Regions from separate parts of the Capra hircus genome. Here all the other regions are linked to region 1. A link is a contact called in public Hi-C data. All regions are on one chromosome and are shown on one strand. Each heading gives the region's core, a stretch centred on a gene start, on an enhancer-like site or on the middle of the called end of the contact. The rest is flanking DNA. Distances are from core to core; before and after follow the strand shown. Region 1 holds the start of RHOB (ras homolog family member B). Region 2 overlaps HS1BP3 (HCLS1-binding protein 3). Region 3 has its middle 54 kb from the start of HS1BP3.

Region 1 (4,245 bases), core at 851-3,350:
AGGAGCCATTTTATAAATGTCATCATCATAGTTTTTTAATATTTTACATAAAAAACTGTATACACAGCTTATAGAACTTTTATGTAAACATCATAAGCTCACCACTTTGTCATTTGTCAGTTTATTTAAAAAATAAAAAAACAAGACAATTTAGTAGAAGTACCACTGGATGGGGAAGGGAGGGGGAGAAAAGAGACACAAGAGGGAGGTTTATTCTCTGTACAGAGATGCAGAGAAAATTTCACACAGCTTTAGAGACTGCCTTGAGGGAAAAAAAAAACCAACAACAAAAGGTTTTAGATAGGCCCTAATACTGGTTACTGCCCTTTATCAAAAGAGTGCGCATACGTGCACAAATAAAATCGCAAAATAGAACAGTGTTGCCACTTTTTTCAAAAGAAAAAAATTAGTGGTTTCTTTTTCTTCTCCTTGTTTTTTAAAAGTCATCATCATTTTTAAAAAAAACATCAGAAGTAGATGAGGTTACAGCATACAAGTGTGGTCAGAATGCTACTGTCTTATGCAAATGGCAAGTGCATTAAATGTCAAACAATGAAACAATTGTGCAAAGAATTCGTTCCAAAAAGAAGAAAAAAAACAAGTTTAAGCCTTTAAATAAATCAAATAACATCAGTTTCTCGGACTGAACAATTTTCACTTGCAGGACAGGCACAAAGTTCGCTTATGGCAAAAACAACCTGCAGCACACTTCACCCCTCCTTCTCAATGGCTAGTGAGGGGTTCGCCGGGGGGGTGGGGGGTGGGGGGGCTGGCTGGCAGGAGACAGGAGTCTGGAAGCTGTGTCCTCTCAGGCCCCAAGTCAGCTGCAAATGTCTTCCCCAGGGGTAGGAAACATGGCCAAGTCTTGTTCGTGCTGGGATGACGCCTCACTCAGACCCGGCTGGAGCTGTTCTAGCGCCCTGTCACTCCACCCACCACCACCATTAAATAACACCATCCTACCTCCGAAAATAAAATTATATCTATATTTATATAACACCCCATCCTCCCCAGCCCTCCCCTCCCGCAGGTCCCGAGGTCTATGTTACAGACAGGGCATAGCAGGCGCTCACTGGTTACAGACGCACATCCGATGGGGCGCGGCCGCACCCCGGCGCCAAGCTCATGTCCGGGGAGCAGGGGCTGGCGTGGGGTGAAAACTCGGCAGCGGGGAGTCGAACATACACACAGCCACACACCCTGAAGAGGCTTGGCTCTTCAGAAAATGGTGTTCAGGGGACCCTTGGCACTCAGTGGGGTGGCCAAGCCTGTGCCACAGCCGGACGCACAGACACTTGGAAAGGGGGCGCCGGGTGCCTACCACGCGGCCGATTCTCGGGTGCCAGAGCCTGAGTCTCCAGGCCACGGCTGCCGGGGCTGAAAGCAGACGCCAGGCAGTCCGGTGGGGGTCTTTGGGGGGGGGCAAGGTTCTCCCCTTCTCCGGGCTCGTGGGGGACGGGCCCGGGATGGGGAGCTGCGCTGGCAGGGGCAGGCGGGTCGGGCGCGGCCCTCATAGCACCTTGCAGCAGTTGATGCAGCCGTTCTGGGAGCCGTAGCGCTTCTGCAGCGCGGCGCGCGTGGCCGTCTCGAAGACCTCTCGGACGCCCTCCTTGGTCTTGGCCGAGCATTCGAGGTAGTCGTAGGCTTGGATGCGCACGGCCATAGCGCGGCCGTCATCCGTGCGCACCGGTTCCTGCTTCATGCGGGCCAGCTCTGTGCGGACGTGCTCATCGCTGCGCAGGTCTTTCTTGTTGGCCACGAGGATGATGGGCACGTTGGGGCAGAAGTGCTTCACCTCGGGCACCCACTTCTCGGGGATGTTCTCCAGCGAATCCGGGCTGTCCACCGAAAAGCACATGAGGATCACGTCGGTGTCCGGGTAGGAGAGCGGCCGCAGGCGGTCGTAGTCCTCCTGCCCCGCAGTGTCCCACAGCGCCAGCTCCACCTGCTTGCCGTCCACCTCGATGTCGGCCACATAGTTCTCGAAGACTGTGGGCACGTACACCTCGGGGAACTCATCCTTACTGAACACAATCAGCAGGCACGTCTTGCCGCACGCGCCGTCGCCCACCACCACCAGCTTCTTGCGGATGGCCGCCATAAGCGGGCCGGGCCCGGGCAGCAGGAGGGGCCCCGCGAACGCCTCGCTGCCGTCCCGCTCGCCGCTCACTGCTCACCTCGGGCTGCGCGCTGGGGACAAGGGTCGCTAGCTGCACCCAGGTCCCGGGATGGCGCGCGTTCCCTCGTAGTGCTCCGGCTGCCGCGGCGGGGGCGGTGGGGGACTCGGGGGCATAGGGCGCACGGTGCGTCTCCGCGCTGCTCCCGAGCGGCGGCCGCTCTCCTCGCCCCTGGTCTCGGGTCGGCGCCTTTGTGAGCAAACGGTGGCCAGAGCAAGCGGACGCGGCCTAGCTCCCTCCTGGATCTCCCTAGGCCTAGGCGAAAACACAAGAGAGAACACGAACTCAGCCCGACTGCGGCGGCAGATGCAGGCTGCGGCCCTAGCGCCCGCTATTTAAAGAGTTCGGCGACTTTCTTAATATAGCCGTCCAATGGGAAGCAAGCCGACTGAGCTCATCGCTGCGGAGCTTGGCTTTGATTGGCCGTCCCCTGCAGCCCACGGGCGGGGCCGGGCGGGCTTGATTGACTGCCCAGGCCGCGGGGCTGGGAGAGGCGGCGACTGGGGAGTTTGCCGCCGCGGCGGGAGCTGCGGGTGTCTGGCTGCGTCAAGGTTCGCTCTTTCTGCGCGCGGGACCGAAGGGCTGGAGACGGCTGCCCGGAGCAGCCCGCGGGGCCTGGGCGAGCGGTTCCGAGACAGGAGGCACTTTGTGGGCGCGTGAATGAGTCTCTCCCACTCGTATTGCCTTGCTTGCTTCGCAAACTCCCAGCGGGTGGTCGGACCTGTAGGGTAGGGAGCGGCTCCTTTAACGTGGTTTTCTTTTTAAATGCACAGACACGCAGACACACACGCACACAGGCTTATTTCCAATCAAGGTTGTGGTTTGTTGTTGTTTTTTCTTTTTCTTTTTTCTTTTAGAAGCAGCCCCTCCCCTTGTCGAGCCTGCCACCATCCTTCCACGAGGGTTCTCTCTCCCTGGGCCGTGTTTGGATCTGCTAGAGGGTGCCTTATGGGTGGGCCTGGTTCCGGTTTCCGGCTTTAACAAGCCAGTCTCTTTACCCCTTTCTCGGGCTCCCAGCCTAAGGTCTCCAGGTGAAGGTTCAGGGAAAGAGGGTCAGTGAAAAGGGAAGGTCGAGGCTGATTGCAGAACTTCAGGTACACTCAGGAAGTAACCAGACAGAAAAGGGCAGCCTCAGTCCTGGCTTGCAGGATTAATTTGGATCCTGGTTTATCTGAAGTAAGTAGTGCAATAAAATCCAACCACCCCACACCCCATTAGGCAAGAATAGGCTGAAGCCCGGATGGGTGGGCTGAGAAACTTGCAGGCTAGAACAGGACAAATTAGTGTGTGTGTTTGAGGGTGGGGAGTGTGCTAGAAACCTAGTCTCTGGCGACCCACCAGGACTTATTTCATCTACTCCTTGTATTCTGCAGGAGATGACACTTATGTCTGATCTAGAGGGGCCTAAGTCAAAGCATCTTAATGGACAGAAGAGGTGGGGAGGCTGATGGAAGGAGGAAGGGAGGGAGGACCTCCCAGGAAGGAGGAACAGCTTGAGCAAAAACAGAGATGTGGGGAAAGAGTAGGACAAATTCTAACAAAAGAGAATAGCTTAGTGTGGCTTCCCTTGGTTGGGAGAGAAAGAGTTGAAACTCAGGATGGAGACCAGTTGTGGAGGAACCAACTACACAGGTTGGGCCATTTCCATTCTGGAGGGAGTGGGATGCTTCTTGGCGTTTCAGAAAGGAGAGACTCACTACATCACGATGAGGTTCAGTTCAATTCAGTCGCTCAGTCCTGTCTGACTCTTTACGACCCCATGGGCTGCAGCACGCCAGGCTTCCCTGTGCATCACCAACTCCTAGAGCCTGCTCAAACTCATGTCCATCTAATTGGTGAGGCCATCCAACCATCTCATCTTCTGTCATCCCCTTCTCCTCCTACCTTCAGTGTTTGATCACGATGAGGTTATTGCCTCCTACTTCTGACTCCCCCTCTGACTGGAAGCCATTGGAAGGCCCGAATTCTTTCTTATCTTAGCATCTTGAAGCGCTGGCACAATGCCGGAGTCTGCATCTACGTAAGAATCAGTAAATGACTGTGGAGAATTCACTTAAATGCTCAGGAA
Region 2 (4,245 bases), core at 774-3,273, 170 kb before region 1:
GGCTAAGGCGGTGGGCAGGACCTCCCAACCAGAAGGAGACGGGAGCCAGACAGACTCAGCACCATCACCGCCTCCCCCAGCACCCTCACTTCTTGGCTGAAATGAGCAAGAAGCAAGGTGGGAACTGTTGGTTTTGAGCACCTACTATGCACCAGGTGGTATACCGTGCCCTTTGTCTCCCGGATCTCACTGACAGCTCACCCCGCAAGCAGGCGTTGTCACGTCGCTTGACACATTAAAGAGATTGGCGTCTGCAGGGGCCGGATGCCTTGCCCGCGGTCAGGGGACTGGGGAACAGTGGTGCTGGGATGCAAATGGAGCTCGGAATCCTGTCCGAGACCTCGGAGCCAACTGCCTGGGCTGGAGTCCTGGCAGTTTATCCCTCTCCGCCAGTTTTCTGCAGCGGAAGCACAGGGTAGTGATGGCAACCGGTCTCTTGGGGCTCTCGTGTAGGGTAAGTGGCTTAGATGTCACGGCCCCGTCTTTCTGCCTCTCCGCCTCCACAGAGTTGGACTGCAGACCCAGGGTGACGTTGTCTCTGCCCGTCTGGCAAGTCCTGTTCCAGAAAGAAATTAGAGCCGAAGAGAGATGAGGCAGAGGCAAGTTCAACTTGAACAGCATGAAAAGTGCGGTCCAGAGAGCTCTGCCCACTGCCGGCAGGGCTTCCTCTCCTGTGTGACGGTGAGGGTGGGTGCATGGGGACATGTGGTCACAGGGTCACTGTGAGGCCAGCCTAGCGGGGCCAAGGAGCCAGACTTGAGAAAGATCCCAGGTGCTCAGGGAGATGGGAGACAAGAGCCGGAGGCCCTGCAGCTCCTTGGTGCCCAGGAGTCAGGCTCCTCCCAGCCCCATGCTGGCCTTGACCTGGGAGGAGGTCAGTGTCCCTGAGGGAACCATAGTGAGATCATGTTGGGAGAAGTTCATTATCAGCCTTGGGCAGCCCGAGGGCCGTGTTGGGCTGTATTTGTTTGAACTCATCCTGTCTGTTGTTCTGAGTAACTGCATATTATTCGCCCTCAGACTGAGATCGGCTTACGTGGTTTGTGCCAGCCTTTGGCTGAAGGATGTGCTTAGCAAAGCTGCTCCGTTTTTGGGTAGGAAAATGCTCTTTGGGGTTGGCAAGGGCTGCCTTTAATTTCCTGCTTTTACTTCAGTAGCAGATTGTCGGGCAAGGTACTGACTGTCACCCCCACTTCGGCCCCCCAGTGCCATCCCCAGCTCTGCACTCAGGGGCCTCCTTCCTGAATCCGAGGAGAGCTGAGCACCTGAAAGAAACCCCGGAGTCTTTTGACCTTCTGTCAGTCTTTTCTTAAGCAATGTGATAATAGTCAGTGCTATTGCCTCCATTGGGAATAATAACAACTAGCTCTTTTTTGGAGAATGTATTAAATGCCAGGAATTGATTAGCCTTTACATGGATAGATATTTTCTATTTTTTTTTAAAGGTCATGACTCACCACATTGCTTTCTGGATCCGTTGTGGATCTGGCTTGGGAAGTGGTGCCCTAGGAAGCTGGCCCTGGCATCAGGCCCATTCTGTGTATAAAGAGCCTGATGTTTGGGGTCTGGTGATTCATTCGCATTCATTCAGCCCCAAATGGCAGAGTTAGGACTTGATGCCACCTCCCTGCCTTGGCCCTCAATCCAGTCTTCCAGCAGAGCCCTAGGATTATACCCCCCTTTCACAGATGGGAACATAGAGGACAGAGCTGAGAGGGCGCTTGGCCAGAGCCTTAGGTGTGGCAGAGCCCTGCCTTGAAGTCAGGCCTCTCCTGGGACCCCCAGGTGGGCCTGTTAACCCTCTTGGTGCAGTGCGGCCCACCCCACCCTGCGGTGAGGAACACTCTGATCTTTGCAGGAGTGATATGCTCTGCGTGCTCATTTCTCCATCCTGTGCTCTCAGTTCCTCTGTGGATGCAGCATCTCTGCTTTCCCAGCCACCCGACCCTGAGCGCCCATCTGGGCCAGGCTCTGGCGCTCCGTTTCCAGGTGTCGGCCCTTCCTGCCATGGCCACTGTGGGGCGCTGTTACTCCACTGCAGGGCTGCTGGGAGGGTGCGCGCCATGGCACAAAGCCTGGTTTTCCTTTGTCTGTTAAACCTGGTTTTGATTAGGGAAAGAGGCATTACTAGACCATTAGAAAGTGCCTCAAGATAGAAAAAAAACCTTACCACCCAGCCACTCTCCTGTTTGCAGATTTTTTTTTGCATCCCTGTCCCAGGCTGATCCACATAACTGCAAACATAGCACACATGCCTTTTATACTCTGCTTTTTCACTTAATGTCCTCACCATCACTTTCCATGTGGAACACAGTTTTCATATTTAACTTTCTGTTTTAGGGATTTCACAGTTCTAAGAAAGGTGAAGTTCTCCCAGAATAGTTCTGCCTTTGGCTGGAAATACTCTGCTAGGAACATTTTTAACTGTAACTCAAATAATATGCAATTAGCATAGAAAAATTAAAAGCACATTTAAAAGCCCTTTTGTCAGGAAGGTATGTGCTCCTGGTTCAGTTCAGTTCAGTCGCTCAGTCATGTCCGTCTCTTTGCAACCCCATGAACCGCAGCATGCCAGGCCTCCCTGTCCATCACCAACTCCCGGAGTTTACCCAAACTCATGTCCATCGAGTTGGTGAAAACCAAACTCATGTCCATCGAGTTGGTGATGCCATCCAGCCATCTCATCCTCGGTCGTCCCCTTCTCTTCCGGCCCTCAATCTTTCCCAGCATCGGTCTTTTCAAATGAATCAGGTCTCCGTGTCAGGTGGCCAAAGTATTGGAGTTTCAGCTTCAGCATCAGTCCCTCTAATGAACACCCAGGACTGATCTCCTTTAGGATGGACTGATTGGACCTCCTTGCAGTCCAAGGGACTCTCAAGAGTCTTCTCCAACATCACAGTTCAAAAGCATCAATTCTTTGGTGCTCAGCTTTCTTTATAGTCCAACTCTCACATCCATACATGACTACTGGGAAAAAACATAGCCTTGACTAGACAGACCTTTGTTGGCAAAGTAATGTCTCTGCTTTTTAATATGCTGTCTAGGTTGGTCATAAATTTCCTTCCAAGGAGCAAGCATCTTTTAATTTCATGGCTGCAATCACCATCCGCAGTGATTTTGGAGCCCCCAAAAATAAAGTCAGCCACTGTTTCCACTGTTTCCCCATCTATTTGCCATGAAGTGTTTGTTTCTCTGCCACTCTTGCCTTTCCACACAAGCATCTTTAGTTGGCAGATTCCTACTAACATATAAAAGGTTTTCAGAATTTTCTATGAAAAGAATTCATTTTCAGTTCAGTTCAGTTCAGTCACTCAGTCGTGTCCGACTCTTTGCGACCCCATGAATTGCAGCTTGTCAGGTCTCCTTGTCATGGGTGGGATCGGCCCAGGGAGTCCCTCAAGTCCTACATGACATTGTCATGGGTGGGATCTCCCGTGCTGGCTCCTGGCAATCTCTGGTTCCTCTGCCTTTTCTAAACCCAGCTTGAACATCTGAAAGTTCACGGTTCACATATTGCTGAAGCCTGGCTTGGAGAATTTTGAGCATTACTTTACTAGTGTGTGAGATGAGTGTAATTGTGCAGCAGTTCGAGCATTCTTTGGCATTGCATTTCTTTGGGATTGGAATGAAAACTGACCTTTTCCAGTCCTGTGGCCACTGTTGAGTTTTCCAAATTTGCTGGCTTATTGAGTGCAACACTTGCGCAGCATCATCTTTCAGGATTTGAAACAGCTCCACTAGAATTCCATCACCTCCACTAGCTTTGTTCATAGTGATGCTTAAGGCCCACCTGACTTCACATTCCAGGATGTCTGGCTCTAGGTGAGTGATCACACCTTCGTGATTATCTTGGTCGTGAAGATCTTTTTTGTACTGTTCTTCTGTGTATTCTTGCCACCTCTTCTTAATATCTTCTGCTTCTGTTAGGTCCATACCATTTCTGTCCTTTATTGAGCCCATTCTTGCATGAAATGTTCCCTTGGTATCTCTAATTTTCTTGAAGAGATCTCTAGTCTTTCCTGTTCTATTGTTTTCCTCTATTTCTTTGCATTGATCACTGAGGAAGGCTTTCCTATCTCTCCTTGCTATTCTTTGGAACTCTCCATTCAAATGGGTATATCTTTCCTTTTCTCCTTTGCTTTTTGCTTCTCTTCTTTTCACAGCTATTTGTAAGGCCTCCTCAGACAGCCATTTTGCCTTTTTGCATTTCTTTTTCTTAGGGATGCTCTTGCACCCTGCCTCCTG
Region 3 (4,245 bases), core at 738-3,237, 130 kb before region 1:
TATAGAAGGCAAATTTAAATACACAATAAACTGACTAATCTAAAGCCATTTAATGCAGGCACAAATATTTCTGCTCATCCAACAGCCCTGAAGATTAGCCTATTATAGAAAAAGTTGGAATTTGGACCCTTCGCAATGGTAAAGTTAATGATAAATTCTTTTCAGGGTACTCTGTTGTAAGAAGGCATGAGGATATGGTGTTGTTCAGAATGATTTTCTTATATACATTTTTATATACATTTTAAAAATATTTGTTCTTGAATTAATAAATTGTTAGTTATAAAGAAAACTTGGTTCTCCAAAACAAAGCCCTCTCCTGACTTTTACTAACTGAAGTTTGATTACAAAGGGAAAGGACAAGCACCCTCTAATTCTCTGAACCAATTTTTTTTAAAAATAAAGTTTTTAGAAGTGCAAGAGAGCTGAATGTTCGTTAGAGAAAACACAGATAGACTAAAGAAAAAATTACCCATAATCTCACTTTCCAAAGGTAATCACTGATAACATTTTGAAATATTTTCTTCTATATTTTTATTGGATACATATGTATCCTTTTTTGTTTTTTTACAAACATAACATCTAATCGACAGTCTTGTGACCTTGTTTCTGTGAATCACAGGGACTTTAATGTAATAAGTATAACTGGCAGCGTCATCTGAATGAGTGAAATCTGTGCTGTCATCCGCCTGTCTGTGCTTCATGTCACTGTTAGATGTTTGGGTTTCTTTCTGGTTTTTCTCCTCTTCCTCTGGTTCTGGGAGCGGGGTGATTTTGAGGCTGAGGCTGGAACCATTCTCTTCAGTGTACTGGGCTCTCTGTGACTTGAAAGCTTGATGCATCTCCTGGTAGGACCATTGCGACTGGTAATAATGGTGCTTTGTGGCTTAATGAGAACAGGGCTCTATTAATCCCTCTTTGTCTGACCTCAGCCAACCTCGCTCTCAGTAGAAGCTGGATTCTTGGGCCCTTGGGACCCTATTGAGCTGTTGTCATAGTGATCAGTGCTAGGGGGCAGGGTCACTGGGCCAATGTCCCTAACCAGACCATCTCTGTCTTAATGACACACATAGGTCACGGCTGTTCAATCCCAAACCCAGAGAGAGACACAATGAACCCCGCTGCAATGCCAGCGTTTGGCCTGACTGTCCCGAGGCCTGGGGACTCTGAAGGCTTTCAGGGGCCTGGCAGAGCTCCCCCCGCACCCCAGGAGGGCAGCTCAGCTGGTCTGCCCACAGAGCCAGGGCTGCTCTGCTGTCACCCACAGACCTGGGTGGGTGGCACCCACTCCCAAACAAAGGCCCAAGCCTCTGCTTCTGAAGGGAATCCTCACAGTGCAGAGAAGGCCCCGCATAACCCAACCAGACAGTGAAGCTTCTCGTTACCTGATGTCAGGGCCAATGACTCTCAGAGACTATTGGGTCCACCTCCCCTTGGTACAGATGGGGAAACTGAAGCCCAAGGACCAGATCTGATGCCAAACTATTCAGCAAGTCTGGAGCACTGTCTCAACCAGGCAGTGCCCACCTCTAGCTCTGAAAAGGAACCCTGGAATCCCTTCTTAGACAATTAATATTTTTATAGTACGTTTTTAAGGTCTGATCTTTTTTTTTTTAAGTTTCTTTTTATTATTACCGAAGTAGTTGGGTACGAATACATACCCAATGTATTCATTCTTACCCATGAATACATTTTTCTTGAGAAAATAAAAAATAAAATGGGGCATTGCAGAGGAGGCACAAAGCCTCATTTGGTCTCTTGCCTCCAGCCCCAGTTCTACCCCCTGAGACAGAGTCCTGGGTTAGTAGGCATCCAAATCTGATTTTAAATTACCCAAATCTCATTTACTTGACTTGGGTGGCCAGGACAGCTGGGGTGATCCAGACCCATGTCCCCAACTGGGCAAGAATCCAGGTGGCTCGCAGTGGTTGGCAGGACTGCCCACACAGGATGCACTTCCTTGGCCCCAGGGCAGCAGCGAGTGTGCCACGTGCTGGCACCGTGGTGTCCTCACTCGGCCCTGGGCTGTGACAGCTCCTCCATCTTCTTGCCCTGCTTCCTGCTTCGGAATCCCGACAGCCTCTGCTACTGGCCTGGACTGGATGCCAGAAGTCTAAGCTGAAAAATAGAAAGTTTTCCACCAGCATTTAGCAATCTCGCCAGCAGGCTGCTCATCCCAGGGGACAGAGCTCAGACTTTGGGTTCCTGTGTCTGTCTCAGATTTCCACCCTCTACCCTTTCCCGTCAATCCCCACCCCCCACCCAACCTCCCCAGCATCAGTCCCCTCCCTCCCAGGCGTTCAGGACCTCCTGCCAGGGAGAAGCTCAGCTGACCCTCTCAGTGCCCCCTGGATAAGGAAGAAGTTTAAAAGAAGAATTTAAATTGCACAGAGATATATTCAAAGAAGTTGGGGACATCCCCAGTGACTCAGCGGTGAAGAATCCGCCAGCAATGCAGGAGATGAGGGTTCAGTCCCTGTGTCAGGACGATCCCATGGAGGAGGAAATGGCAACCAACTCCAGTATTCTTGCCTGGAGAATCCCATGGACAGAGGAGACTGGTGGGCTACAGTCCATGGGGTCTCAAAGAGTCAGACATGACTGAAGCCACTTGGCACGAACTCACATACTCAAAAAGTTAGACTCATATGAGAGAAATTGCAACACTGAAGACAAGTTCAGGGTGGAAGGAGGCCTTCCTGGCATACCTACCTCACACCAAGTGGGGGGACCTTGGAGGTCCCCATTTTTGTCTCCTTAACCATCTGGGGCTGAGCCTTGCTCCAGGCATCGAGGCAATGAGGCAGCTGATAAGGAGGGTGCCAGTACCTCTAGCCACACGTGGAGAAGATAATAAGAATGAAAACAACACAAAGTTTACCGGATGGAAAACAGAAAGCCTCTCTCTTCCCTTGAATTCTCTCAGTCCAAGTCTTGAGAACCTACCACGGTGCTTACTGTTTAGATTTCTAAATGCGTGAGTGCATGCCAAGTCACTTCAGTTGTGTCCGACTCTTTGCAACCCCATGAGCAGTAACCCACCAGGCTCCTCTGTCCATGGGATTCTCCAGGCAAGAATACTGGAGTGGGGTGCCGTTTCCTTTTCCAGGGGATCTTCGCGACTCAGGGCTCAAAACCATGTCTCATAGAATCAAATCCAGTAGTTTTCAGGAATTTTTAAAATAAATTAAAAAAAATATTTCTTTATCTGCCTGTGTCAGGTCTTAGTTGCAAGGACCAGACTTAGTTGCTCAGCTGCATGTGCGACCTTAGCTCCTCAACCAGAGATTGAATCCTCATCCCCTGCATTGCAAGGTGGATTCTTAACCCCTGGACCATTAGGGAGGTCCTCAGGAATTTTTTTTTTTTAATCAATGAAAATCTTTATTTTTTTTTTCTCAAGCGAAAAAATCTTGCCCATAAAAAAAATCAGTCAGAGAAGTTTCCTCCAGGCAAAGTATTTTGCCTGGCAAAAGTGCTCTCATGTCTGGGGGGATCCCTAATGTTCCCATAGTCCAGTTTTGATTACTACTCATCAGAATCAACTTCCTCCTCTTGCAGCTGAGAAAATGGAGAAAAGACACTCAGGGCCTCGCTGGAGCTCCCAGCAAATCAGCGGCAGATCCAGCACTCAAAACACCAGCACAAGACCTTCCTCAGCCTGAAGGAAGGAAAGTAACGTGGACAAAATCCGAGCTTAGGAGGACCCTTCACTAGTCCAAGGGTGCTGGAGAAGGGCTGGGGGAGGAGGGGTAGGGAGAGATGACGTTGCTGTGGTTACCCTGGCCCAGGAAGTGACCCTTTGCTCCAGACTCCTGGAACCGATGCTTATTTCCTGCTGGACTGGGGAAAATGGCCAGGGATAAGGCCGAGGGCCTCGTGCTGCCTGTGGCCTGTGAATCCCATGTTTCTAGGCCACACCATGAACATGGGGGGAGACCAGGGGCCCTGGGATGGTTGACGAGGCACCTCTGAGGGTCATGTTCTCGAAGCTCTTCTGGGCTTCCCCCTTCAGGTGGGATTAGCAGTGATGCAGGCTCAGCCACTTTCTATGGCTATGAGGGGTGCCCTTAGCTGGACCCCAGACACACGCAAGTGGCCCAAATCCCACCCAGGCTCCATCCAGTTTGCTGAGGTTCCTGGTGGCTGCCTCTGGTCTACAATAAACAGTCGCCAGAGGGGTACCTTGAGGGCCTAGGCAGGGAGCACAGTGATGAAAGGACACAATGGAGGGGAGAAAGAGGAAGA

Evidence for each region. Hi-C and Micro-C count contacts between places; a contact is called where the count stands out from the background.
Region 2: a Hi-C map of blood shows a contact between it and region 1, with 3 times the contacts expected there. The contact joins the enhancer-like site here to the promoter of RHOB in region 1. A contact is called at or near these places in 2 of 5 Hi-C or Micro-C datasets (both in blood).
Region 3: a Hi-C map of blood shows a contact between it and region 1, with 2.0 times the contacts expected there. The contact joins the enhancer-like site here to the promoter of RHOB in region 1.

Annotation. Positions count from the first base shown.
Region 1 is chr11:78,106,818-78,111,062 of ARS1.2, forward strand. It overlaps RHOB (ras homolog family member B), which reads right to left and starts at 2,101. Exons shown (of 1, transcript NM_001285685.1): 1 at 1,511-2,101. The coding sequence starts at 2,101. The coding sequence ends at 1,511. It overlaps LOC106502652 (a long non-coding RNA gene), which reads left to right and starts at 2,668. Exons shown (of 5, transcript XR_001296299.2): 1 at 2,668-2,728.
Region 2 is chr11:77,940,483-77,944,727 of ARS1.2, forward strand. All of the region lies in intron 4 of HS1BP3 (HCLS1-binding protein 3), which reads left to right. Among named protein-coding and RNA genes, the nearest start is that of HS1BP3, 16 kb to the left of the region's middle. Within about 2 kb of position 2,024, at least 3 of the 5 cell types and tissues checked have an H3K27ac peak or open chromatin away from gene starts, as enhancers often do.
Region 3 is chr11:77,978,849-77,983,093 of ARS1.2, forward strand. No RefSeq gene overlaps it. Among named protein-coding and RNA genes, the nearest start is that of HS1BP3, 54 kb to the left of the region's middle. Within about 2 kb of position 1,988, at least 2 of the 5 cell types and tissues checked have an H3K27ac peak or open chromatin away from gene starts, as enhancers often do.